Regions from separate parts of the Mus musculus genome. Here regions 2, 3, 4 and 5 are each linked to region 1. The links are chromatin contacts, called in public ChIA-PET, HiChIP or PLAC-seq and promoter capture Hi-C maps. All regions are on one chromosome and are shown on one strand. Each heading gives the region's core, a stretch centred on a gene start, on an enhancer-like site or on the middle of the called end of the contact. The rest is flanking DNA. Distances are from core to core; before and after follow the strand shown. Region 1 holds the start of Rcn1 (reticulocalbin 1). Region 2 holds the start of Elp4 (elongator acetyltransferase complex subunit 4). Region 3 holds the start of Eif3m (eukaryotic translation initiation factor 3, subunit M). Region 4 overlaps Pax6 (paired box 6). Region 5 holds the start of Wt1 (Wilms tumor 1 homolog).

Region 1 (4,653 bases), core at 1,342-3,841:
TTCTAAGATTATATGAGGCCACTGAGACTGTAACCCTTCAGTGTTTCCAGAAATCTGAAGGAGGACATGTGTTTTCAATAGATGGTCAAATGATAAGACACGGACCTAGCCATGTTAATCCCTCAGCAGCCCAGACTTGAAGGGGGGCTGTTGAGAAAGAAGACTTGGAGAGGCAACTTCGCCCTTAGCTCCAGGCTCGATCAGTCATTTCCAAAAGTGTCAGTCCAATTCTGACCCAGGTGACCTTAGTCAGGAAGGGGCTCAGGCCAGGGACCTAGATGTTATCTTTGGTTCCTTCCTCAACAATGGGTCAAGGTCAAGTAAGGGCTACCATAGTCTGCATCTTTCTTGTCCTAATACCCAGATGCATCAACCCCCACCGTCCCACTGCCCAGGACTCTGTATCTGCCACGGTTACACTCTGGCTCCACTGCCAGGCTGGTGTTTCCAACAAGATTTGGGATCAGGACGTCCTGTCCACCACAAGCAAACACTGATAACATCTCTACCTCCTTGAGGAGGCCGTCCCTCTGATCTTTACTTTCCCTCCTCTTCTACCTCCCATTTCCTCTTCTCTGCCTCTGGAGGAGACCAGCACCCCTCCCGCCCCACCAAAGGGTTAAAACCATGATAAGCAAGCAGGCCCCTCACTTCAGGACCACCTTTCTATTACCATATACCCAGCAGCCTTTGAACCATCTCATAAGCTCTGATGAAGGACCATCTACAAAACCGGGCCCCTCTCTCCAACCTGAAGCCCCAGGGGCTCCTGCTAAACCCGTGGATGATGTCACCATCCTAGCAACCCTGAAAGTGTTTGCCTGCCCTCCTCCACATTGGATGGCCAGCACCTTGTACCTGCCAGATGTCACACAGGATAGCCACTGCAATGCTTGCTACATGAATAAATGAACAAAGCCAAGGTCTTCATACAAGGATTAGACACAGAGAACTCCACTCCCCCTTCTCTTGGGCACTTCGGCTAATTACCCTGAGGTAGGGATTAAATGAAGCCAGAGGCCCTAAGCCTAAGTGTTTCCAGTTCATAACTCCCTTCTCCTCCTCTTTTCTAAGATAATGCAGAATGGCTGCAACCAGGGACCCCAGAATAAATCAGTCTCCAGGCCTCAGAGCAGTACAATGGTGTGAATTTATCAATGGTCCCTATTGTTAAAAGTCCCAAAAAAGAAGAGAAAGTGCTTCCCTACCAAATAAAGGACACTGTTTGGAGGTGACTTTGAAGTCCAAAGGTCTTTTTTATCACAACAGGCAGGTATTCACCTACACAATGGGTATCATTAATCCTGTCCTGCTGAATGCCCTGGCCCCTTTGTCGAACAGAGATGGCTGTGTTCTTTTCAACTGTAGCAGAACTCGAAGATCCTCCTCCCCCAGGAGCAGGTTCTGGAAGCTCTGGTGGCCCACAGGGAGGATGGCTGTGTTCCTCCACAGCCCTGCCTTCACCTGGTCCTCACTAGCTCCTAGTCCCTCTGCACAACGGTCAAGTGTCTCCTGGGCACCAGGGTAGGGGTACTGAGATGATGCCCGGGTTTGTTTCCTGATTCCAGGCTAAACTCACAAAGCCCCACCATAGCCATTTTGCAGGTTTTCTTTTTTTCTCGCCCCCTCCGCCCCCAATCAGTTGCCAAAAAGCTGAGTGCTTCTTCACCCATAATGCTGGGAGCAGAGGCCAAAGAATCCGTTTCCAGCTCTGTACCTCTTGCTCCAATGAGCCCCTTTAAAAACCTGATTTCTGGGATGACTGGTCAGAGGACAAGAACATCCAGCCTGATTTAGAGACAGGCCAAGAACAAGCCTCTCCATCTCTTACACATTTGTTTGATCTTGAGATGTTTTTAAGCAAGTCTCAAGTGCCTCTCTCTGGACTATGGGAAAGAACCAGGTACTAAAAGGCCACAGCCAACAAACTCTGGCTCACTCCAGTCACTTCTGCTGAAACCTAGATGAGGGGGCGGGCCCTCTCGCTCCCTGCTCCGGAGGCCTCTGCCACGTTCTCGCCTCCCTGTGGGAAGCTATCCCGGCCGGGTGTGGTGGCGACCTCCACACGGGGGTCTGAGCGCCCGCTGGCAACTTTGTGCCTCTGAGCCTCAGCTCTGGCCTCGCCCCTGAGACCAACTGGCGCGATTTCGCTTTCGCTTTGCGCTTGTGGTCCCGCGTGGCTCCCTCTGAGGTGGCCATGGGCCCCTGCGTGGTCCCCGGGCGGCCCGGGCCGCAGCCTCACCCCAGCCTCTCCTTGCTCTCGTCCGGGCTTAGCTGATCGAAGGTCTTGGAGTCCTCCTTGCCCAGGAAGGCCTCATGATCGTACTGGAAGCTCTGGTTGTCCTCGGGCGGCCGCTCGCCCAGCTCTGAGTCCGGCCGAACCACGCGCTCCTTGCGCACCGTGGGCTTGGCCCGCAGCGCCAGCACCAGCGCCAGCAGCAGCCCCAGGGCGAGTCCCAAGCGGCCACCGCGCGCCATGGTCGCGAGCAAAGGGAGGCTGCGGGGCAGTGGGGGCTCACAGCGCCGCTGCCGCTGTCCCCTCCCCAGCGAGGGGCGCGCCCGGCTGGCTCGAGGAGGCTCGGGCCGCCCCACTCACGCGCCCATTGGCCACGGCGCCGCCGGGGGAGGCTGGGGCCGCGGAGCCACGTCGCCAGCCAGGGTGGTGGGCGCCGGGCTCCGGTTTCGCTTCGGCCCCTCCCCGCTATCTCGTTGCGAGGGGCGGGTCCAGATGATGGGGGTTGCGGACTGGAGGGTTCTCTGCAAGACCGGAAAGAAGTACTTTGAGAAAATGCAACAGATGTTTTGGGGTGATAGCTCGTCTTCGCTTTTAGAAAAGCAGCGCTTCCACTCAGCTTCCAGCTGACAGCCCGAACTTCAGCCCAAGGCTGGCCCAGAGATGAACATTTAAGTCCGGTTAACAATTTGCATTGTGGTTAGGAGAGCACTTGAGTCTGGAAGGAGGCCAGGATGGGCGTGGTCCCCTAGGTTAGGGAGAAGGCAATCTTAACATCCATGGGATAACACCAGAGGACTGTGGGAGGAGACGGGGTGAATAAGGAGAAGTTCTTTCAAGCTCCTATGGGAGAGAGGCAGAAAGGCTTCCTAAAAGAAGCAGAGATATCATATAAAGCTTTCGTTTCTGAATGTTGGCAAGCCATTTTTACAAACCTACTATCTGTCTCAAATCCTATCAGCGTATTAAATCCGAAATAATGATACCAGTTAGTGATGGTCTGTATTATATAACTTTCTACAGCGAAGGAAATGTTCTCTATATGGCCACTGAATACTTGACATGGAGCCGGTCCAAAGCCAATAGTTGAGCTTAAATGTAAATAGCCACGCGTGGCTAGTGTCTAACAAACTGAGAATGCCCGTCTGAACCTTTTACTCTTCACAAAAATGCATGTAAATGTCAGAGGGTCGACGAATCTTTTAAAGAGTCCCAGGAAACTGTGGTTGAAGAGAGAAGCCTCCTCCTAACCCCAGCCCTAAAAGCTGCAAAACCACCTGTTCACCCCCACCTTTCTAACATTCTGAAGAAAAGGTCAGCTTCTCGCCCTTACAGTAAGGAAACCAAGACATTATAGCACAGAAGCAAGAATCTTTCTATTAAGATCATTTTCGGTCAACCAAATAAGATGATGAGCCTGATACACATAAGCATTTATGGCTGCCTTAGGATTTTACTGCTGTGAACAGACTCCATGACCAAGGCAGCTTGTATAAGGACAACATTTCATTGGGGCTGACTTATAGGTTCAGAGGTTGAGTCCATTATCATTAAGGTTGGGAGCATGGTAGCATCCAGGCAGACATGGTGCAGGAGGAGCTGAGAGTTCTACGACTTCATCTGAAGGCTGTTAGGAGAAAACTCTCTTCTAGGCAGCTAGGATGATGGTTTTAAAGCCCACACCCACAGTGACACACCTACTCCAACAAGACCACACCTACTCCAACAGGACCAAATTTTCTAATAGTGCCACTCCCTGGGCCAAGCATATGCAAACCAGGGCATAATGAAAACGAGCCAGCCAGGGTTCTACAGAGTATACATAACATAGTAGGCCAATCAAGGAGGGTTTCCTGGACTGATAGAAACTGAGGTAAAGGTAAAGGGTAAGCCAAGCAGAGCGATGGGCCTATTCGAGAGGTCCTGTGTTAGCTGGCAGAGGACAGTGCAGCTGGGAGTGATGCTCTGTGACCTTGGACAACCTCTTCTAGATGTCAGGGAGATGGGGGCCGGGGAAGAGGGGACCCAGTGTTTGATGGATCCAGTGTTCCTCCATTGATTTTCCATTGGGATAAGAAGTGCTATATTTGAAACTAGAAAAGTGTCAACTGTTGGTAAATTGGTGTGGACTTGTAGCCAAGGAAACACAGTACTGTGAGGATGCTCCCTTGATGGTTAATCAAGCTTCTAGTGGGCAGTTCCCAGATGCAAAGAGAGACCCCAGGGAGGGAGCAGCAGAGCTCCTGCCCCCTCCACTGCATGCTGCTACTGTTGCCATCACTGTCAGACTGCAGCTTCGTCAGACTTCCGAGGTGGATGGGGGACCAGGAACTCACAGGCATCTTCTCACCCTTCAGCACTAGCTAGGGATGAGCAGCCATCAGATCTGCAACCTCTTGGGCAAACAGATGGCCACTGAT
Region 2 (4,653 bases), core at 1,189-3,688, 510 kb after region 1:
TGCCAGGCTCCGGTCTAGGCACATTTTACTATTTGTAATGAGGAAATGAAGGTACAATACTGAAAATGCAGTCCTTCTGCTTGAGGAGTTTGATTACTATCAACTGAATTAAGGCACCTACCTCTATTTAATTAAGAATATAGACATTTAAGAGGTAGAAAAGATAGGTCAGACTGTTAGGAAAGATCTGCTGTCACTAAATCTTGCAGATTAGTTTCTTTCTGGGTGAGAGTTCACTAAAACTAGCAAACTTTTCTAAGCTTTGGGTTCAAAACTAGGATAACTGAGGCCAAACAGGAAAAAAAGTGAAATACACATTTACCTACTATGCATTTTGCATCATGTTTCCAGTATCATACAACTGAGTGGGTTTGAAACAATTATGTCAAACTACTTTAAATTTATGTAGAAAACAATCAAGGTACATTTAGGACAAGAAATCATAGAATCAAGAAACCATGCTGTTCCTGATGCGCTCCCTGTCTTGTGACTTTCCTTTTTGCTAAACTTACTTGAAAAGCCTGGAGCAGAACCCAGAGAAAATGTCAAGTGAAGAACAAGAATAAGCAATGGTAAATGCAATATATTATACAAATGCACCAAGTTTAAAGGAAATATAATAAACACTATAAAAAAGGGTTACAAAATGTAAACACACGTTTCCATGAAGCAGCAGTCAGACAGAAATGCAGCCTGTCCTACTAACTTAACTAATCAATCCTTTCAACAAATCAGTTCTATGAAACAAGTATATTCTTCAGTAGGCTTTGCATTAAAGATTCCAGAGATGCTGGGCGGTGATGGCGCACGCCTTTAATCCCAGCACTTGGGAGGCAGAGGCAGGTGGATTTCTGAGTTCGAGGCCAGCCTGGTCTACAAAGTGAGTTCCAGGACAGCCAGGGCTACATAGAGAAACCCTGTCTCGACCCCCCCCCCCAAAAAAAAAAACCAAACCAAACCAAACAACCAACCAAACAAACAAAAAAAACCCAAAAAATTCCAGAGATGATAAGAACATATTTAAGAAACTCGGGTGGCAGGGGTCCATCCCATAATCAGCCACCAAAACCAGACACTATTGCATATGCCAGCAAGATTTTGCTGAAAGGACCCTAATATAGTTGTCTCCTCTGAGGTTATGCCAGTGCCTGGCAAATACAGAAGTGGATACTCACAGTCATCAATTGGATGGAACACAGGGCCCCCAATGGAGGAGCTAGAGAAAGTACCCAAGGAGCTGAAGGGGTCTGCAACCCTATAGGTGGAACAGCAATATGAACTAATCAGTACCCTGAGAGCTCGTGTCTCTAGCTGCATATGTAGCAGAAGATGGCCTAGTCGGCCATCACTGGAAAGAGAGGCCCATTGGACTTGCAAACTTTATATGCCCCAGTACAGGGGAATGCCAGGGCCATGAAGTGGGAGTGGGTGGGTAGGAGGGCAGGGCGGGGATAAGGGCATAGGGGACTTTTGGGATAGCATTTGAAATGTAAATGAAGAAAATATCTAATAAAAAAAATTAAAAAAAAAAAAAAGAAACTCGGGTGGGGTGTAGAACTATCTGAATACCAAGGACTGTCATTTCTTTGAGTCAACAGGCATCTTTAACATCCACTCTTTAGAACCATACCGCTCTACTATTTAAGATGAGTAGCCAGGCTGTGGGAAAGAGGGCAATACTTTCAACTTTTTCTAAAGGAACCCTTCTTTAAAACTCTAAAAAGTTTTGTGGGTTAGTCCCAGCTTTAAGCTACCCGGGGTTGGAAGGAAGGAGTCCTAAGACACCAGCAGAGGATCCTACAAGCCAATTCCTTTCCATATGTGTTTCTTTTTCAGTAGTAATCATTTTAGGGTAATGGCATGTAGGGAGTCCATGGTCATCTAGAAATGAGGTGCTGAACAGAGAAGAGTAAGGAGTCTGGGTCTTAAGGCGGGCTTAGTGCACACCTCTTGACATCTCCATGCAAGTTTCCTCCCAGTCTTCCTCTGTCAGGGCAGGTCATCCTAACCATGCTTATGAAGAAGAGAGGGAAAAAGGAAATGGGTGCGTGGGGCCGGGCCAAGCACAGGGGTGATGGGCTGCCCAGGAGTCCCTCCCCCAAGTTTCTCCTGGAACGCGCCCACATATTTATTCTGAACCGACCTAAGAGCTGGTCCAGGGCTGGGAGCCCGGTTGACACCAGCAGTTGTCCATTCCGCACCGACGGTCGCGTGCCAGCAATGGACAGCAGCCGAGGGCCCCCTCCGGGGCCCCCAGAGGCCTTGCCCTTCCTCTGGAAACTAGAGGTGCCGCCCTGACCCGCCTCGGACGCCACAGACCGGGAGCTGAGGGTACCCGCGCCGCAAGTGTCTGCCGCCGCCATCTTGAAGCTCCTACGATGACCCAATCGGAACTCTGGGAACTGGAGCGGGGGGCCTGTCAGAGCTAGCCCCAAAGTCCCGCCTACACGCCATTGGCAGCCAATAGAACTGAGATTTCCTTGCAGGTCAACCAATCGCAAGGCCTATTGCTGAAAAGTGCGGTGCGTAAAGCTGGAGGGGTGTACGCGGCCCTGGTCCGTCTGAGTCCTGGCCGAGGAACTTCTGTTGGTGTTTGGGGCCGCAGGTGGGTACCGTCCTTCGGCATTCTTGATTTGCGAGTGCCTACGTTCACGAGTTAAAAGGAAAGGAAAGAGAAGCGATTCGCCCCCAGGGCTTCTAAAGCCACTGCGAGTTGGCGCTCTCCCCTGCTGTTTAGCAGAGAGACGCCTCTTTTTGCCTCTCTCACCTCTTGGGTCTCTAAGGAAAGTTATTCCCCATCCCTACCACCCCCACCACTACCTCTCCTCGAAACCTTGATTTCCCGAATGGTTGAGCTGTCTGGACAGGAGTAACTGTGACTTCAGTGGCTGGTGAGCTCTTGGGCTTAAGGCAGTGAGAACCCAGGGTTAGGTGGGTTGGGTTAAGGTAGACTTTACTTAGAAACTTCCGTTTATGAACTTCGAGACCATTGGGCTTTCTTCCCCCACTCTCACAGACTATACCTTTCTGACAAGTCCCCGTGAGCAGCTTTTCTTAATTTTAATTAGTGTTTCTGGAAATCTCGGAGGGTCTTTCCTAAGCAGTGTGAATGGCAAGTGTTACTCTGACAACCTTGTTCACACATTTAATTGTCACTTCTCCAAAGCAGCTGCAAATAACGGAAACTACTTGAAGTTTCTCTCCCCTAAATCTGAGTGGAATTAGATGTATTTGTACCTTATTTTTCTAGTAATTTGAATCTGAATGGAGAGGGTTCCTACTACACTATGAGTTTTATTTGTGGTAGAAAAAAAACCATGTAATTCAGACCTGATTTTTTTTTTCATATGTGAACTGGAGGAGGAATTGGTTAAGTGATTTCTAGAAGACATCCAAGATAAGCAATGTTTGAACGGAAAAAGAGACCTAAGTCAATACTTGTGTCACTTAATTACTGCTGACAGTGATGGGTGATACATGATATATGGATTGATTGATTGATTCATTCATTCATTCATTCATTTATTTTGAGACAGGATCTCTCTATGTAGCCCTGTTGGTATATAACTCACAGAAGTCTGCCTGCCTTTGCCTGAGACTTACAGGTGAATGCCACCACAACACCTTTACTTACGGTTTTTTCTTTCCATTCCCTCTTTCCCTTCCTCCTTCCCACCCTTTCTTTTTTCCTGCATCATATTTGGGCTTGGGCAGGAGACTATAATCCCAAACAGTTGGAAAAGGAGAATCAGATATTCAGAGTTAGCATCAGCAAAACAAATAATAATTAAAAAAACTTCAAACAAATATAAGAGAATCATATGGGGGGGCAACAAAGTTTGTGGTTTAGCAGCACATCAACCAGAGAGATTTGATAAAGGTTGCTTGTTTTCATTTCAGATATGTCACACTGGTGACAGTAGGTACAGCACATGCCTTTATATTTTTAAGGCACTCAGATAACTGCTAAGCACTTGCTTTCTGCTTAAACCCAGTCTTGTAATTTTTATACAATCTTATAATTTTATTAAAATGGTGGATTCCTTCTCTAATAGCAAATAAAGAATTCCTATCCTAGTTCCCAGTCTTTGTAGTTTAGATGTCAAACTCCTTTTAGGCAGATAATATACTTTGTTTCTTTTGATTATCCTTTATTATTCTCCATAAAAACCCAACACCAGTTAGAGTCACAGTAGGAAATATGACAATTACTGTATATTTGTGTTTGGTCTTAAGTGGATAGCTCTGAGACCAAATAGTAAGTAATTTAGGTTTGGCAGACAATAAAATCTCTTGAATCTTCTCATCTCTTCCATGAGTAAACCATGAGACTGGCATTAATGGTTGAGCACAGCTTTGCTAGAAGCTGAAATTTAATTTCAAATACTTTTTATATGTTACATCATGGTCTTCCTTTTCCTTTGAGCCATTTAAAAGTGCCAGTTATGTGGCACTTCTTTGTGTTGCCCCACAGAAGTAAGTGGCAGCTGGAGGGTTACACAGCTGTCAGCCTGTGTGGTGGACTCTTCTATCTTTCTCTGTTCTATATACTTTATATTCTAAAACCCTTCAAGGTCTTAGTATGGTCATGCTCCTCACTGTCTCCAGTGTTTATTTATATTAGTTTAAAAAATACTATTGTTTGAGAGCAAT
Region 3 (4,653 bases), core at 1,594-4,093, 380 kb before region 1:
CTGAAGAAAACTTTGTACCTCATGTAGAGAATTATTTAGAAGTGAATGGCTGTTATATTCCTGCTGCTTAACTCATTTTCAAGTATTAGAGATATTAATCGCTCTAAAAATTTAATATTTAAACTTTAACAAATATTTCAGAGTTCACAGTACAGAAACTATACTGACTATTGAGAAGCTGTATCTCAATGGGCAGCAGCTGAACAATTAAATATTAAATTAAATATTACTTGAAATAACACCCTCTTTGATGTCCATCCAAACGCTTCAGTTCATTTTAAAACCATCAACATCAAGTATATGTACAAACACACACACTTTTTCCGTTTTTTTAAAAGGTTCCCCCAGAACGGCTTACTTTATAGGTCTAACAGAAAAAAACCCTGAAATTATATGAAAATATTACATTTAAAACTAACTGAAAATATTTAATTGAAAAATATCTTCATAATTATTTTTGATTGTATTCTTTCCCTTCTACATTGCTTAAAAATCTTAAGTCTCAAACCAAAGCATATAACTGACAAGAAAAACTTTAAGGTAGAGAACTTGTAAGAAATATTTTGTAGAATGAATTAAAACAAACCTTTATCATCTTCCTTCAGACACACATCACAGGCTTCAATAATCTGAGCTAAATCTACATGAAGTCCACCTTCCGAGTTTTCTTCTGAGAGCTCAGCTCCTTTTGATTTCAGATAAGCTCGAAGTTCAGCAGCCTATGAATCAAACAGGGTTGCTAAATCTCTAGATCCACTTGTAAAAATCAAGTTATGATAAAACACAAATATCAAACTCATCTGCCCTGCTTCCAAAGTAACATGCAAGTGCTAACTAACTACCCTCCAATTGTGTTGATTCCCTCCCTCCCTCTACAAAGTCCACGCAGACACATAGTTCACAAAGATCATATTCAGTTTCCTGCCACCTGTATCCACTGGACTTCCAGTCTATAGCAAATGCTTTACTTATTTCATTTAAGCGGTCTCCACTGGGAGGGATGGGGACTAAAGATACATCAATCTGACTTGGCAAAGTTGAAGAGGTTTTTTTCCCCCAGTAAGTGAAAATTTTATAGCTGTCAAATGTATATATAAATAGCACTACTAAAATCACAGTCATCATCCGGACAATAGTCTATTCATTTGCTAATAACTTGAGAACCATTTGAGACAAGCATTTTGGGAGATACCAATATAAAAAGATAATGCCTGTCAGTGCAGCCTGCATGAAAGTGTATGTGTATCAAATTGTCTATCAATGCACTGTATAACAAATATCTTAAAACATAACATCACTCTCAGAGGCAGAAAGCACTTTTGGTACTATCAAAATAACTACTAAAATAAGTCATTTGGATGTTTCCTACTTTACTCTCTAGTTAGGATCTTTAACAACGTTTTTCCTTCGATGGTTTAACATTCATGCACTGAAACAGAAATGTAGATGACTTAAAGCTAACAGAATAAAAACTTAAAGAATCACAGTATAAAGCGTTCCATTAGAAAATGCACAGGTGCCAGGGTGAGGTGGTGGGCAGGGTGAGGTGACATATAACTGTGACCACAGCACTTGAGGCAGAGGCAGGGGGATCTCTACAGGTTCCTGGCCAGCCAAGGTTTAACAAGCCATAGTGAAACACTTCCCAAATATCAAAACAAGAAGGGGGTTGGGGAAAGAAAAAGCACGGATGTCAAATTGTCTGGACAAAGCCAAAAGAGCCTTGGGGAAAATAACCAACATTTTTAATCCCACAAATGTGTTTGGTGACCTCAGAAACCTAACAAACCCTTAGGTCTGATGGAATTATTTTTCCAAACAATAGCATAGTAATTTTATACAGAAGATGGCATGGTATTATAAAAAAGATATTTTGAAAACTCAAGTGTCATATTAGAAAAAGCAAAATAACAGCAGAAATCATTCTTTTTCTTTATGACACAAATATATAATCTAACCAAGATGTAAAGAAAGCATTTGTTCACTTCCTGCTTTACAAATCTTTTTCTAAGAATTAGTTAAGTTTAATGTTTTTATATCATTCTTGCTGACAACAAGACACTCTACAATATGGCCAATGCCAAGGCTCTATTCAGCCCCTGGCCTGAAGTACCTTTTTGGTAAATACTAGTCAATGCCTGGGAACTCTAGCTTCCTCTGCTGTCAAATACTCTTAATGCGGCATCTTTCTATGTGTGCATAACTTCCTTTCTTCTCCTGTGTAACATATGGAACCCCAAGTTTCTGTCAGTGGGTATTATAAAAGCGTATGCATGCTCACGAAGAACAGTTTGGGTTGTAGAAAATTAAAAGACTGTCATCCCAACAATTAACCTCCTGTTACAGAAAAAGGAGAAGCCATCTGTCCTGTACACCCAGGTGTAAACCCCAATTAGTGAACTTCAAAGTGTCCAGGATGGCCCGCCAGATGCTCCTGCCTCCCAGCCGCCTGGGAACAGAAAACGCGAGCCAACTAGTAAAATGCATGCCACCGTCGCCTGTGGCCGCGGAAGGCCCGCATTCACACGCTCAAAGTTGCTCCTGCGGGCCACACGCGAACTTAGCAGACGCTGGTCCCTGTCCCCGAAAAGTTCTGGGTCGTCATCGACGACTGCGGACGAGCCCTGGCGCCCACCGGGCCCGCATCCGGACCCTCGGCCGCGCACGCGCCGAGACCCAGGTCAGGAGAGCGCGCTCCCCCTCACGGGCTCCGTCCCGGGAATCCCCCGCACCCGTTGCCCCGAGGGCCCAGCATCGTGCACCTGGTCTTCCTCGCTGATATCGATGAAGGCCGGGACGCTCATGGTGAAGGCCGGGCTGCGGAAGACGCTCCGATCCAGAAACACGCCGACCGGAAAAGAGAGCGGTGCCGTACAGGGTTACGCACAACCGCTTCCGGGTCAGCCACAGAGGGCGGGCCTCGTGGGCGGGGCCCACAGTACTACTTCCTCCCCGCGGGCCTCTGCTTCAGCTCCTCGCAGGCTCCTACCTGAAATCTTCCCCTCTCCCCGGAAACTTAGGTGGGTTGGGCTAAAGTGTCCTCTGCCCGCCTGCTGCCTGCGGGTCACGGAACCCTACCTGGGCCAAAGCTTCGGGAGCCTAGAGAGCTCTTGCTGCCTCTGAGAGCTTTCCAGGTGCCCCCTGTCCCTAAAGCCTTGGAACTATTTTTTTTTTCCCCTGTGTTATGCTTCCCAGTTTGCTGGTCCAGTTGCTAGGCCATGCTCCTTGCTAAGTAAGGGTGACTAGTTTTCAAAGAATGCTCCCACTTAATTAATAAGGACTTATCCAGAATACACAGTGCCTCAGTGTATGTTAGGGATTGACTCCAGGATCCCTCCTCTAAGGATTCCAGAATCTATGGGGCTCAAGACGCTTACATAAAAATGGCTTAGTTCGTGTCTATATAACCTCCTGTGTACTTTAAGTCATCTCCAGGGCACTTAAAATAGCTAATCCAATGTAAATTCTATGTCCTCTGTTTTCTAGGGAATGACAAGGTCTGCGTATTCAGCACAGATATTTCTCCAGAATATTATAGTCTGCAGTTGATTGAACCTGGATGCAGAACTTGGAGCCATGAAGATCAAGAACATTGTAAATGCAACAATAAGGGGGAAATGCAATTAAAAAGTGGGCTGAAAAAGTAAAAACAGACTTTATTAGAGAATATACACATGGTATCCTCAGTTGATAGAATGTCCCCAATAAATGGCCTGTCAGGTATTTTCTTCCTTAATGATTGACATGGGAGGGCCCAGCCCACTGTGGGTGGTGCCACCCTGGGTAGGTGGCCCTGAGTTGCATTGAAAAGTAAGCCAAGCTAGCCACAAGGAGCAAGTCAGCAGGCAGCGAGCAAGCCTCTGCTTCAGTTCCCACCTCCAGGTTCCTGCCTTGGGTTCCTGCCATGACTTTCCTCAGCGATGGAGGTTAACCTGAGAGTTGTCAGATGAAATGAACCCTTTTTCCCCAGGTCGGTTTTTGGCCAATATTTTATCATAGCAATGGGAAGCACACTAAGACAATCTTCCTGGAGTACTGGGTTACAATGTGGAATGAGTGTGTGTGGGGGGGTACGTTCTCAAGGAAGAAAAGGAAGAGAGACTGGTTGAAAAGAGGGGAGCAGATTTCTGAGGGGGGAGAGGAGAGAAGAGAGGGTGTAAGAGGAGAGTGGGGCGCTGAGCCAGAACATATTTATTAGAATGGTCTTCTCAGAATTTCAGGAGGGAGAAGATACCCAGTGGTCCTGTAAACACACTAATATACTAGTTAACTAGGCCAAGGCCCGGGCACTGAAGCTGGAGGGCAACCCTTGCTCATCATCACAGCAATCTTTGCTTTGAATTTTGAAAGGTGACTTTTTTTTTCTAAGATTAATACTTTTCAACCTTGCTTTCAGCTTCTTTCCCCTTTCTTGATGGAAATTTGTTTCAAATGTTAATGTTGCCAGCTTTTTCTTCAGTATTTTATTTTAACTCATCAATAAGTCTTTCTTTAAAAATACATATATTTTGTTGAACATTTTAAAACCCTATTTTAATATTAGCCCCGTCCCTTACTCGCCCCTTTTTTCTGATTTCCTTTATTCTATGACTTTGTGAAGTAAAAGAGGTGACTTCAGGGGACTTTTGAGAAGGAGGTTTCAAAAGGATAGAG
Region 4 (4,653 bases), core at 1,243-3,742, 290 kb after region 1:
TGCTTTCTGGGCTGGTTAAGAGGCGGCGGCAGCGGGCGGGCAGGCGGCGGTGAATCCCGTAGCGTTCTCTAACTCCACTTTTAAAAAGAAGCAGCAAAACGGGGTTTAAATGCCATTTTCCTGCTCCTCTAGACTTTTTTTTTTTTGTCCCTAAATATCATTTTTCAAGGTAGCGCAAATCCTAGGTTTATGTAACCAGCACATGCTAATCTATAAGTAGTGCCTGAGCGTGGAGGACTGTCAATATAACCCCCATGCTTTAAAATGAAGAGGATGTCCAAGAAGCAGATGAGAATAGAGAAACGCTATGTGCTGGCGTCTTCAGAGGGAGACCCCCAGCTTTGTTTAATTGACAAGATCTAACGTGCTAGAGAAGGGACAGGGCTTTTCTTTTGGGTGGAGGCATAAGTGACCAGGCAGGATTGTGTTTTCCAAAAGCAGTAACCGATGGACTTTTTTAGTAGTTCCAACGGGGTGGGGTGGGGTGGGGGACAAAAATGTATCCTCCTTCACCGAATCCGACAATAAAAGGGAAAAGGAACAGGCTCTCATCATTTTCCCCCCTGGGTGGGGGGACCACTTTGAAGAGTCCTCAAGAGACCTGGGGCAGCAAATTAGTACAGCCACTTGTGCCCCTACACGTGAGTTCGGCGCGTCTCCTTCGGCAGGCGACCCTCCCCTCCCCCATTCATCTGAAGTAGGGCAAGATGCCTGCGGCTTGTTTACCAATACACGCTCCCTCCTCCTTTTCCTTTTCGTGGTTTTCTCCCTTCTCCGTCGACTCTCCAGTCTCTTTTTCCTCAACATTTCCCCTCTGTCCCTTCTTATCCTTTTTGACCACCATCTCTTTGGAGCCCTCCATCTTTCTCTGCCCCTCCCCCACACCATCCTTCCTCTTTAGCTTCTCTCCTTTAGCCTCCCCTCAGCCCCAGCTCTGGTCCCCATCCACCCTCCCCACTTCCCTCCACCCCCTACCCTGGCCCCCCATCCACCCCCCCCACACCCCCCAGCCAAGCGCCCTAAATAGCACCGCGGCGCCCGCTCTCCGGACAGTGATTAATGATAGCAGTGCAGAGGGGTTAACACACTTCGCTGAAAAGTCTGTTGACTGAGCTTCTTGTAACACAATGTGGCCCGCTGCACGCCTCGAGAGAATCCTTTTGTTGTCCGTGCTTATTGTGGCCTCAAAATTCTGCCCACGAAAGTTTGCCAACGCTCCTGCCCCAGGAGTTTAATAGTTTCCCTTACTCGCGGGGCATTGTGTGGTGCTGAAAAGCAGCCCCTCGCTATTCAAGTGTTGGTGGTCATCTCAATAGATCTCCAAGGGCCCATATGGTGGCCAGTGCCGATGAATCCGCCTGTTTAAATGGGGGAGAAAGTTGGGGTTTTAAAACATTTCAAAGTTCCTGAAAAGATCCCACTAGATCCTGTCACAATTCCCTGAACGCTTTGAAGGCGCGGCCTATTGTCTCCTGGTTATAAATGATATTCCTGGCCAAGTCGATTCCCACAGAGGCCTGGCGCCCCCTCCCCCCAAACTAGCCAAGTTTCTAGGATCCGGAGAGAACAGTTCTTGTTGGTATCCCGTGGGGGCCACAGGCCTCAGGACCCAAGACAGCCTGCAGTGCCCTGGGAAGCCCAGCCAAGGCCTGAGTCCTTTCCTTCCCACAGGCTGCCGCCTTGCCCGAAAGGTGCACAGCAGAGCCGGTTAGCCCAAGTGCACAGCTCTTCACCAAGCGCAAAGGAAAACAATGAAACTTTCCCTGTTTAATGATAGAAATTACATTAAAAGTGGTGGAAATGCCCTAATTAAAAATGTACCACTTAAATGATATGCCAAGGACTCAGCTGCAGCTTAGCATATTTAGCTAGTTAGTGAACTCTCCGCCGTCTCTCTTTTAAAATTACACGTTAAAAATTTAAAAGAAATCTTACTTTTCTCTGGTGCAACACATTACAAAGAATGGACAGTCCTTTTATCTAAATATAAAATTCCATTTTCAGCAATTATAGCCTGTTCTTGGTGATGATATAATTACAGCTGTGCTCGTAATAGGTGTCAAGGCGAAACACACTCACACAATGGTTGAATAAAACTGCAGAACAATGCAAGCACTTCTAAATTCACAACCTTTAAAATGAAATTGACTGTGCAGAATTCAAATAAAAACTAGATAAATATTTTTTTAAAAAGATTACAAGCTTGGTTTGGTTTCTTAATAGCATTTTCTACAAACCTATCAACATCTAATTGATTAGATAGGAATTACTGATTATAGATCAGCTGAAATCGTGCACATCACTCTATTTTCCCAACACAGCCATAGGTAAATACTTTCTGTAGGGCAAGGGAACTGGATGTGGAGTCAGAGTCGGCAGGGAAAGATCATTTTGCCTGGAAACTTTTTGGCTTGCTTTGTCATTCAAAGAGACCTTGCGAGAGCACTGTCAGGTCTCATCTAAATGAAAACCAAGGAATGTGACTCAGGTAACTGGTGTCATTCAAAGAAGGCTACCATCTGACTAACTTAGGAAGGCTTTGTGGAGGCGCAGATTACCCAGTCCTCGGAGTTTCTAACTGTGCCGAGTCCCATTAGGAGCCCCCCCATGCCGTTCCGATTTCTCTTATTGTCCTATTCTTTTTGTTGCAGATGGCTGCCAGCAACAGGAAGGAGGGGGAGAGAACACCAACTCCATCAGTTCTAACGGAGAAGACTCGGATGAAGCTCAGATGCGACTTCAGCTGAAGCGGAAGCTGCAAAGAAATAGAACATCTTTTACCCAAGAGCAGATTGAGGCTCTGGAGAAAGGTGACTGGGAAATTTCCAAAGCAGAGAAACCTTAAATCAAAGGAAATGCCACAGCAAAAGCACAAAGGGCTAAATTTAGCTAGGGCTCTTTGCATAAAGGATGAAAAGCCCCCCCCCCCCACTTTTCAGTGTGTGTGTGTTTTTTTTTTTTTTGTGTGTGTGTGTGTGCGCGCATATGCATTTTCTCTCTTCTTTTCACACACCAGCAAACTGAAATATTACAATTCTGACAGACAAAGGAAATGATGACCTATCTGACTGTCTTAGGCCACAGATAAGGACAAACACTAAATGTCATTCCAAAGAAAACTTGCTCCTGGTGGGAAAGTTCTTGCTAGTACAGTCAGCACACTGTCAAGCTGTCTGATTGGCTGGATGAGATGGGAGTTGGGTGTTAAAAGCTAGGTTGATCCAGTGTCTGAACTATCTTGTGTTCTGGTATAATATATAAAATCAACTTACTCTTTCAGAGTTTGAGAGGACCCATTATCCAGATGTGTTTGCCCGGGAAAGACTAGCAGCCAAAATAGATCTACCTGAAGCAAGAATACAGGTACCTAGGGACCATGTGGTTTTTATGCACTGGGATGCTTATATTTTGCCTTGGCTGTATACCAGTCACTGATATAATCATGGTCAGGTTTGCAAAGACTCCCTTGTTCTAGGGTAAGGGTGGGGATGGAGGGCTTTTTGTTTGTGGCCGAGTGGTAGCAAGCATAGGGCTAACCTGTTCTGTGCATTTCCAGGTATGGTTTTCTAATCGAAGGGCCAAATGGAGAAGAGAAGAGAAACTGAGGAACCAGAGAAGACAGGCCAGCAACACTCCTAGTCACATTCCTATCAGCAGCAGCTTCAGTACCAGTGTCTACCAGCCAATCCCACAGCCCACCACACCTGGTAACTTGAAATCCCACCTGCCAAGAACGGTTCTTAACCTTGCCTGCCCTTGACTTTCTCTTGCCTTGTAATGAATGACCTTGCCCTCTCTCTGTCTCTTTTCTCTTCCTCTGCAGTCTCCTCCTTCACATCAGGTTCCATGTTGGGCCGAACAGACACCGCCCTCACCAACACGTACAGTGCTTTGCCACCCATGCCCAGCTTCACCATGGCAAACAACCTGCCTATGCAAGTAAGAGAGGACGGTCACCTGCTGCACAGGGCAAGGGATGGGTTCAGGCTTGCAGACCCCATTCATTGCATTTACTCCCTTGGGAGTCCTTCTTGTGACAGTGATTAGCTTGACCAGTCAACTCTGAGACAGTCAATCCAACCTCTTTTAGCTGATTGATTGACTGATTGATTGATTCATGCCCTTGGAAAACAAACACTCTATCTGTTCAGTCAAGTTAATGTGCCTTTCATCATTATGTTAGCTGGAGAAGGCCGGGCGGGCGGGAGTGAGGTCGCTTTCGGCTACCAGGGATGTTTGTATCAAAGTAGAAATAATTCGGGCATAATGAAAGGTACTAAAGATGTTGGCATGTAAAAAGTTTAGGTTTACGTTAGTGGGTTTGTATTAATAAATGCAGAAGCAGCACAAATATTTTGAGGATTACTTTTTGGTTCCTCTAAGAAGCTAGTGAGGAAGAGGAAAAAGGGAGGGGCAGCTGAAAAGCAAGATTCCTCTTTAGAGAGTGAAATGCATTTAGTAAAATAGGGAAACTAGCTCCTTCTACATTTAAAAGTAAAAATGGAGTAGAAGGTATTTGCTAGAAATCTAATGTGTGTCAGCTGTAGCCGATGTGACAGGTCAGTGGTAACCCTTGCTGCCTAGGGAGCTGGAGGGCATTCTTCCTATAATACCCTGGCCCGTGTTCTTAGGGGTTGGTTCTGGACCAAGCTG
Region 5 (4,653 bases), core at 1,125-3,624, 270 kb before region 1:
GGCAGCTTCTGGAATTCGCCTCGCACTTATTTCTCCACCCTGATAGGAACTTCTTGCTACTTTTATGCGAGAAGTTAGAGTAAAAGGGCACCCTGGGATTGAAATGGGGAGTCAAACATATGCTTCCTGGGTTCCCCCTCAGAAATTCTGAGAAAAAATGACAGAGGAGTTCCAATTTCCGAACGCCCATTTTCTCTCCTGCTAGCCCACCGCGCAAACCCGCCCCCAGACAAACCTGAAAAATGTAAAGGTGGATACTGAGCTATGTCCTTTTCCATTCTTGAAATACAATACTCTCAGGAGCTCAAATCAAACCGGCCTCTCTACACATCACTTCCATCCACATCTCCCTCCCAAAAATTTTGCAGGAGACTAAAAAAGAAAGTATCTCCACTTTCCTTTGGTAATGAAACCCTGGCTCTTCGCGAAGGGCTCCTCTTTCCCCAAGTTAAGGGAAACAGGGAAACGAGTAGAAATACGAGGTCGGGAGGTGGGGAGGAGGGACAGGGGCGAGGGACTTTCAGGGCAAGCTGGCTTGAGAGGTTGTATCCCAAAGGGCCTGTCTTCCCCAAGAAGTCCAATGACCCTGGGCACTATTACACAGTTAGGGATAGAGAACAGGGGAGATGGGAGAAGCTTGTCGTGGGGGCCCTGTCTGTCTTTCCTTCTTTTTTTCTTTCTTCCTTCCTTCCTTCCTTCCTTCCTTTCTTTCTTTCTTTCTTTCTTTCTTCCTTCCTTCCTTCCTTTCTTCCTTCCTTCCTTTCAAGAAAGAGGACGGGGGGGGGGCTTCTAGTCCTTTACAAATTAGTCAAAACCCCCAAGCATCTCACGCGGTGTCCACTATGGTGGAAAGTGAAGGTGTATCGACGGATAGTGCAGCTCTGTTAAGCTCCCTTAGGACAGTCTTCATCTATATATTGTGTATCCCCAAGAGGAACCGGCAATTGCTCAAGGCAAATAACTTTCTGAGCCTTGGGTTCCAAGTCAAATTCATGACGATTCTGGATTCACGAATCCGTGTGAGTTAAAATCAATGTGCAGCAACTGGTGAATGCACTAAGACCATTGAAATGCTAGATTTCTTTGTGTTTACAGTCAACATCCTTGACTGCCCCCCCCCCACCCAGGTTTAGTTGGAAAGCTTCAAGCCTCATTCTGGTTCCAGATGCCTGACTGCCACCAGCTGGCTTCCCGGCCCCGCGCGCCTGGCAGTCCCAGGGTGAACAGTCGCTGCTGCCTCCAAGAGTCCCCAAGTCTGACCTGCGAAACCCACTACACTCCTTAGGCTTCTATTTGCCTACGGGTTCTTTCCTCCGAGGATTCCACTGCTTTAGGAAACTCAGACAATACAAACCAACCCCCAAACACCTGTTCCAAGATTCCAAACAGCTACAAGGTGTAGGGAGGAGCTCTTTTTGAGAAGCCACTCTCTGGAAACCCTCTGGGCTACCAGTGCAAACACGCCTCTAGCAAAGGGCCTGTGAAGTCTCTCCTGGGCTCATTTCTAGGTTAGTCTGACTAGTTTGCATCTCCCGATCAAACACCGCAGGTCCGCCATCATTCCCTAATCACTAGAAGAAGCTGTGTTTGGAGACGTAGCTTTGCTCCTCCATTCCCGTTTCTTCTCAACAAGGCGCCGAAACGTTCCCACCACACTCAAAGTAGGTTCTGGGCATTTCTGCTAAGCGCCTCCCACGGCACCCCCCAAAACAGCTGAAAATTTCCCCCAGTTAATTTAAGGTTTAAATACCCCATTGCCAAAAAGAGACAGTAAGTGTCATCTACACTGTAGGTAACACCCGCCCTCTGGGTTCCAACCGTACCAAAGAACCAATTATCAGACAGCCGAAAAGGTCCCGCTTGTCACAACTGACGTCACACTTCATAATTATCTATCCCGAACAATTTCACCTTGAATCTCAACCTGCGAACCCAGAGGGACTAATCTCCTAAAGTGACCCCGCAGCTAGCCTCTAGAATTCTGGACATGGGAGGAGATAAGCCCCAAAGTTAGGCTATCTGCCTCAGAACCCAGGAGAGTTCTCTGGGCTCTCTGGTTCCCGCCCTCTTGGAGCCCACCTGCCCCTCCCTCCACCCCCACCCTTCCTGATTAACAGCCCGGACTCTTCTCCTACTTCGGTCCGACACCGAGGGGACTCATTACTTACCTAGACGGCCTTGCCTCAAGGCGCCTACACTCGGGAAGGCCAGCTAGGGTAGCAGGGGGAGGCTTGCGGTACAGGCCAGCTGAGAGCACGTGGCGGGCCAGAGAGGAGGGTGTCTCCGAGATGAACGCTCCCTCGGGCCCGCCCCACACCCCCGGTGCTAGTAACCGGGACGAGCAGCGCGCTTTGCTGAGCTAGGCTAGGGCTGCTGTGTGAATGGAGCGGCCGAGCATCCTGGCTCCTCCTCCTTCCCTGCTGCCGGCCCCTCTTATTTGAGCTTTGGGAAGCTGGGGGCAGCCAGGCAGCTGGGGTAAGGAGTTCAAGGCAGCGCCCACACCCGGGGCTCTCCGCAACCCGACCGCCTGCCTGCTCCCCCTTTCCTTTTCCCGCCCTCCCTCCCACCCACTCATTCACCCACCCACCCAGAGAGAGGACGGCAGCCCAGGAACCCGGGCCCGCCGCCTCCTCGCCGCGATCCTGGACTTCCTCCTGTCGCAGGAGCCGGCTTCCACGTGTGTCCCGGAGCCGGCGTCTCAGCACACGCTCCGCCGGGAGCCCGGGTGCGTCCAGCAGCCGGAGCAACCTGGGGACCGAGGCCCCCGGAGCGCCTGGGCCAAGTCCAGCGCCGAGAATCCGCAGGATCGCAGGAGCGGAGAACCGTCCGCATCCGAGCCGCACCTCATGGGTTCCGACGTGCGGGACCTGAACGCGCTGCTGCCCGCTGTGTCTTCGCTGGGCGGCGGCGGCGGCGGCTGCGGGCTCCCTGTGAGCGGCGCAGCGCAGTGGGCGCCCGTGTTGGACTTCGCGCCTCCGGGCGCCTCGGCTTACGGGTCGCTGGGCGGTCCCGCGCCTCCTCCCGCTCCGCCGCCGCCTCCGCCGCCACCCCACTCCTTCATCAAACAGGAGCCCAGCTGGGGCGGCGCCGAGCCACACGAGGAGCAGTGCCTGAGCGCCTTCACCTTGCACTTCTCGGGCCAGTTCACCGGTACAGCCGGGGCCTGTCGCTACGGACCCTTCGGTCCTCCCCCGCCCAGCCAGGCGTCCTCGGGCCAGGCCAGGATGTTCCCCAATGCGCCCTACCTGCCCAGCTGCCTGGAGAGCCAGCCTACCATCCGCAACCAAGGTAAGGATTCCGGACAGCGCGACCTCCACGCGCGGTAGTGGCTCCGCGACCTGCTCCCACGCCGCTTCTCCCCTTGTCTGTTCCTTCCTGATGCCAGTTCTTACTCAGCAGCCTTCCAAGGGAGTCTGAAAGTAGCGGACAGGGAGGAGTGGGCTCTGTCAAATGCGAGTGACAACGCGACAACGCACCACCACCACCACCACTTACACATTACTGAGCGCAACCCCAGAGTCCGATAGTTCGTAGGACGCGGGAGGACATCTGGGGCCCCGGGGTGTCCTAGAGATTTCGGAACTCCACGGGAGGAGGAAGAGGAGGTTGGCTGTAACGTGTGACTCTACACCGGGGGAAAGTCTGATGCATAAGGCCTCACCAGGCGTTGACTCTTAAAACGTCTAGGGTAGACCAAGATGAGGACTCCGAGTGGTGCTGTGGTTTAGGGACATCCCCCACCCCCCGCCCCCGTGCTGCCTCTGACAAGCCCGAAGAGCCGACCCGAAGAACTTCCAGCTCTCGGTGGGCCCTGGCTCATTCCAGGCCCACCAGAAGCAGTAGGGAGCTTTGGAATGAGGGATTAACACTTTGGGGGACTTAGTCAGTGTTCGCGCGTACCTTGCGGAAGTGTTGGGAATCTCTCTTGGAGTTTGAAGGCCACGGGGATGGGAGAAACAGCCGGGCTGGTCCGACTCCACCGGATACGAACCAAATCCCTGGAGTGAGGCTGGGGAAAGGTGGCCTTCTTCCTTTCCGCGCTCCTTGGAGGTTTCCTAGTCACGCACACCGCACACCGAAGTTAGGGGAAAGATTTCATAAGGCTTGGGATGAAGAAATAAGAACAAATGTATTGGCGGGTCTTCAGTCAATGCACGAGTTTATTTTTTAACTCTCGCAGGAGCCCGAACACCTCTCTTTCGTTAGCGCCCGGGCGGAACTGTGATTCCTGAGCCACTGTCGTTTTCTTCGTTTGTTCTCATTTGATTTCTTTGCCGTTGAGAATCTAATTTCGTTCGAGTCGATGTTTTAGGAAATTCTTTACTGACACAGACGCTTTTTTTTGGACCAAAAATTCTGATATCTTTGGTCTGGGTGTTTCTGAAATGGGGTTTGGGGGCGCGGAGAGCCGGCACCGATTGGGGAAGGTGCAGGGGGTGCTGAAGGGCTCTCTAGGACCCTTTGAACCCAGCCTGGAGCGCCTCGACCACCCGAAGCCCTAGCGAAACCGAAACCACTGAAGAACAGGAATGCCTGGTCTTGAGGAGAAACCTGGAGCGGACTGGGGGGGGGGGTCCCTCCATTTAGGTCTTTGATAAAGGAAACTAGAGTTTTGAACAAGAGTTGGGGGAAGAGCTTGGTGCCTTTGCAGAG

Evidence for each region. Promoter capture Hi-C pulls out the DNA fragments that hold promoters and counts their contacts. ChIA-PET counts read pairs in DNA pulled down with a chosen protein or histone mark. HiChIP or PLAC-seq counts read pairs in DNA pulled down with a chosen protein or histone mark.
Region 2: a contact with region 1 is called in a promoter capture Hi-C map of pre-B cells, with 5 times the contacts expected there. The contact joins the promoter of Elp4 here to the promoter of Rcn1 in region 1. A contact is called at or near these places in 12 of 39 promoter capture datasets (the 3T3-L1 cell line, the C10 cell line, the HPC-7 cell line and 6 more), 3 of 484 Hi-C or Micro-C datasets (B cells, Th1 cells and adipose-derived mesenchymal stem cells), 7 of 115 datasets of contacts at active chromatin or transcription factors (astrocytes, embryonic stem cells, large pre-B cells and 2 more) and 3 of 9 other capture datasets (adipose tissue, embryonic stem cells and embryonic tail).
Region 3: a contact with region 1 is called in an RNA polymerase II ChIA-PET map of memory CD8 T cells, with 23 read pairs. The contact joins the promoter of Eif3m here to the promoter of Rcn1 in region 1. A contact is called at or near these places in 3 of 39 promoter capture datasets (the 3T3-L1 cell line and pre-B cells), 3 of 115 datasets of contacts at active chromatin or transcription factors (effector CD8 T cells, large pre-B cells and memory CD8 T cells) and 1 of 9 other capture datasets (adipose tissue).
Region 4: a contact with region 1 is called in an H3K4me3 HiChIP or PLAC-seq map of embryonic stem cells, with 11 read pairs. The contact joins the enhancer-like site here to the promoter of Rcn1 in region 1. A contact is called at or near these places in 1 of 39 promoter capture datasets (embryonic stem cells), 2 of 484 Hi-C or Micro-C datasets (adipose-derived mesenchymal stem cells and embryonic stem cells), 3 of 115 datasets of contacts at active chromatin or transcription factors (craniofacial prominence, embryonic limb bud and embryonic stem cells) and 3 of 9 other capture datasets (adipose tissue, embryonic tail and liver).
Region 5: a contact with region 1 is called in a promoter capture Hi-C map of hippocampal neurons, with 4 times the contacts expected there. The contact joins the promoter of Wt1 here to the promoter of Rcn1 in region 1. A contact is called at or near these places in 3 of 39 promoter capture datasets (hippocampal neurons and liver), 3 of 484 Hi-C or Micro-C datasets (embryonic stem cells, nephron progenitors and uterus) and 1 of 9 other capture datasets (adipose tissue).

What each region holds. Positions count from the first base shown.
Region 1 is chr2:105,396,728-105,401,380 of GRCm38.p6, forward strand. Rcn1 (reticulocalbin 1) reads right to left here and starts at 2,592. Exons shown (of 6, transcript NM_009037.2): 1 at 2,243-2,592. The coding sequence starts at 2,478.
Region 2 is chr2:105,902,126-105,906,778 of GRCm38.p6, forward strand. Elp4 (elongator acetyltransferase complex subunit 4) reads right to left here and starts at 2,439. Exons shown (of 10, transcript NM_023876.4): 1 at 2,144-2,439. The coding sequence starts at 2,363. It overlaps Immp1l (IMP1 inner mitochondrial membrane peptidase-like (S. cerevisiae)), which reads left to right and starts at 2,513. Exons shown (of 7, transcript NM_028260.2): 1 at 2,513-2,605.
Region 3 is chr2:105,014,184-105,018,836 of GRCm38.p6, forward strand. Eif3m (eukaryotic translation initiation factor 3, subunit M) reads right to left here and starts at 2,844. Exons shown (of 11, transcript NM_145380.2): 1 at 2,763-2,844; 2 at 587-719. The coding sequence starts at 2,804. It overlaps Gm38521 (predicted gene, 38521), which reads left to right and starts at 2,938. Exons shown (of 2, transcript NR_165821.1): 1 at 2,938-3,020; 2 at 3,487-4,653.
Region 4 is chr2:105,688,914-105,693,566 of GRCm38.p6, forward strand. Pax6 (paired box 6) reads left to right here. Exons shown (of 12, transcript NM_001310144.1): 7 at 2,652-2,810; 8 at 3,281-3,363; 9 at 3,557-3,707; 10 at 3,824-3,939. Among named protein-coding and RNA genes, the nearest start is that of Pax6, 15 kb to the left of the region's middle. RefSeq lists an enhancer at 1,014-1,514. Within about 2 kb of position 2,493, at least 17 of the 459 cell types and tissues checked have an H3K27ac peak or open chromatin away from gene starts, as enhancers often do. A contact at or near this core is called in embryonic stem cells, where this site is marked.
Region 5 is chr2:105,124,155-105,128,807 of GRCm38.p6, forward strand. It overlaps Wt1 (Wilms tumor 1 homolog), which reads left to right and starts at 2,375. Exons shown (of 10, transcript NM_144783.2): 1 at 2,375-3,288. The coding sequence starts at 2,643. Wt1os (Wilms tumor 1 homolog, opposite strand) reads right to left here and starts at 2,356. Exons shown (of 7, transcript NR_015462.1): 1 at 2,169-2,356. RefSeq lists a promoter at 1,862-2,628, a cis regulatory region at 2,057-2,094 and an enhancer at 2,390-2,619.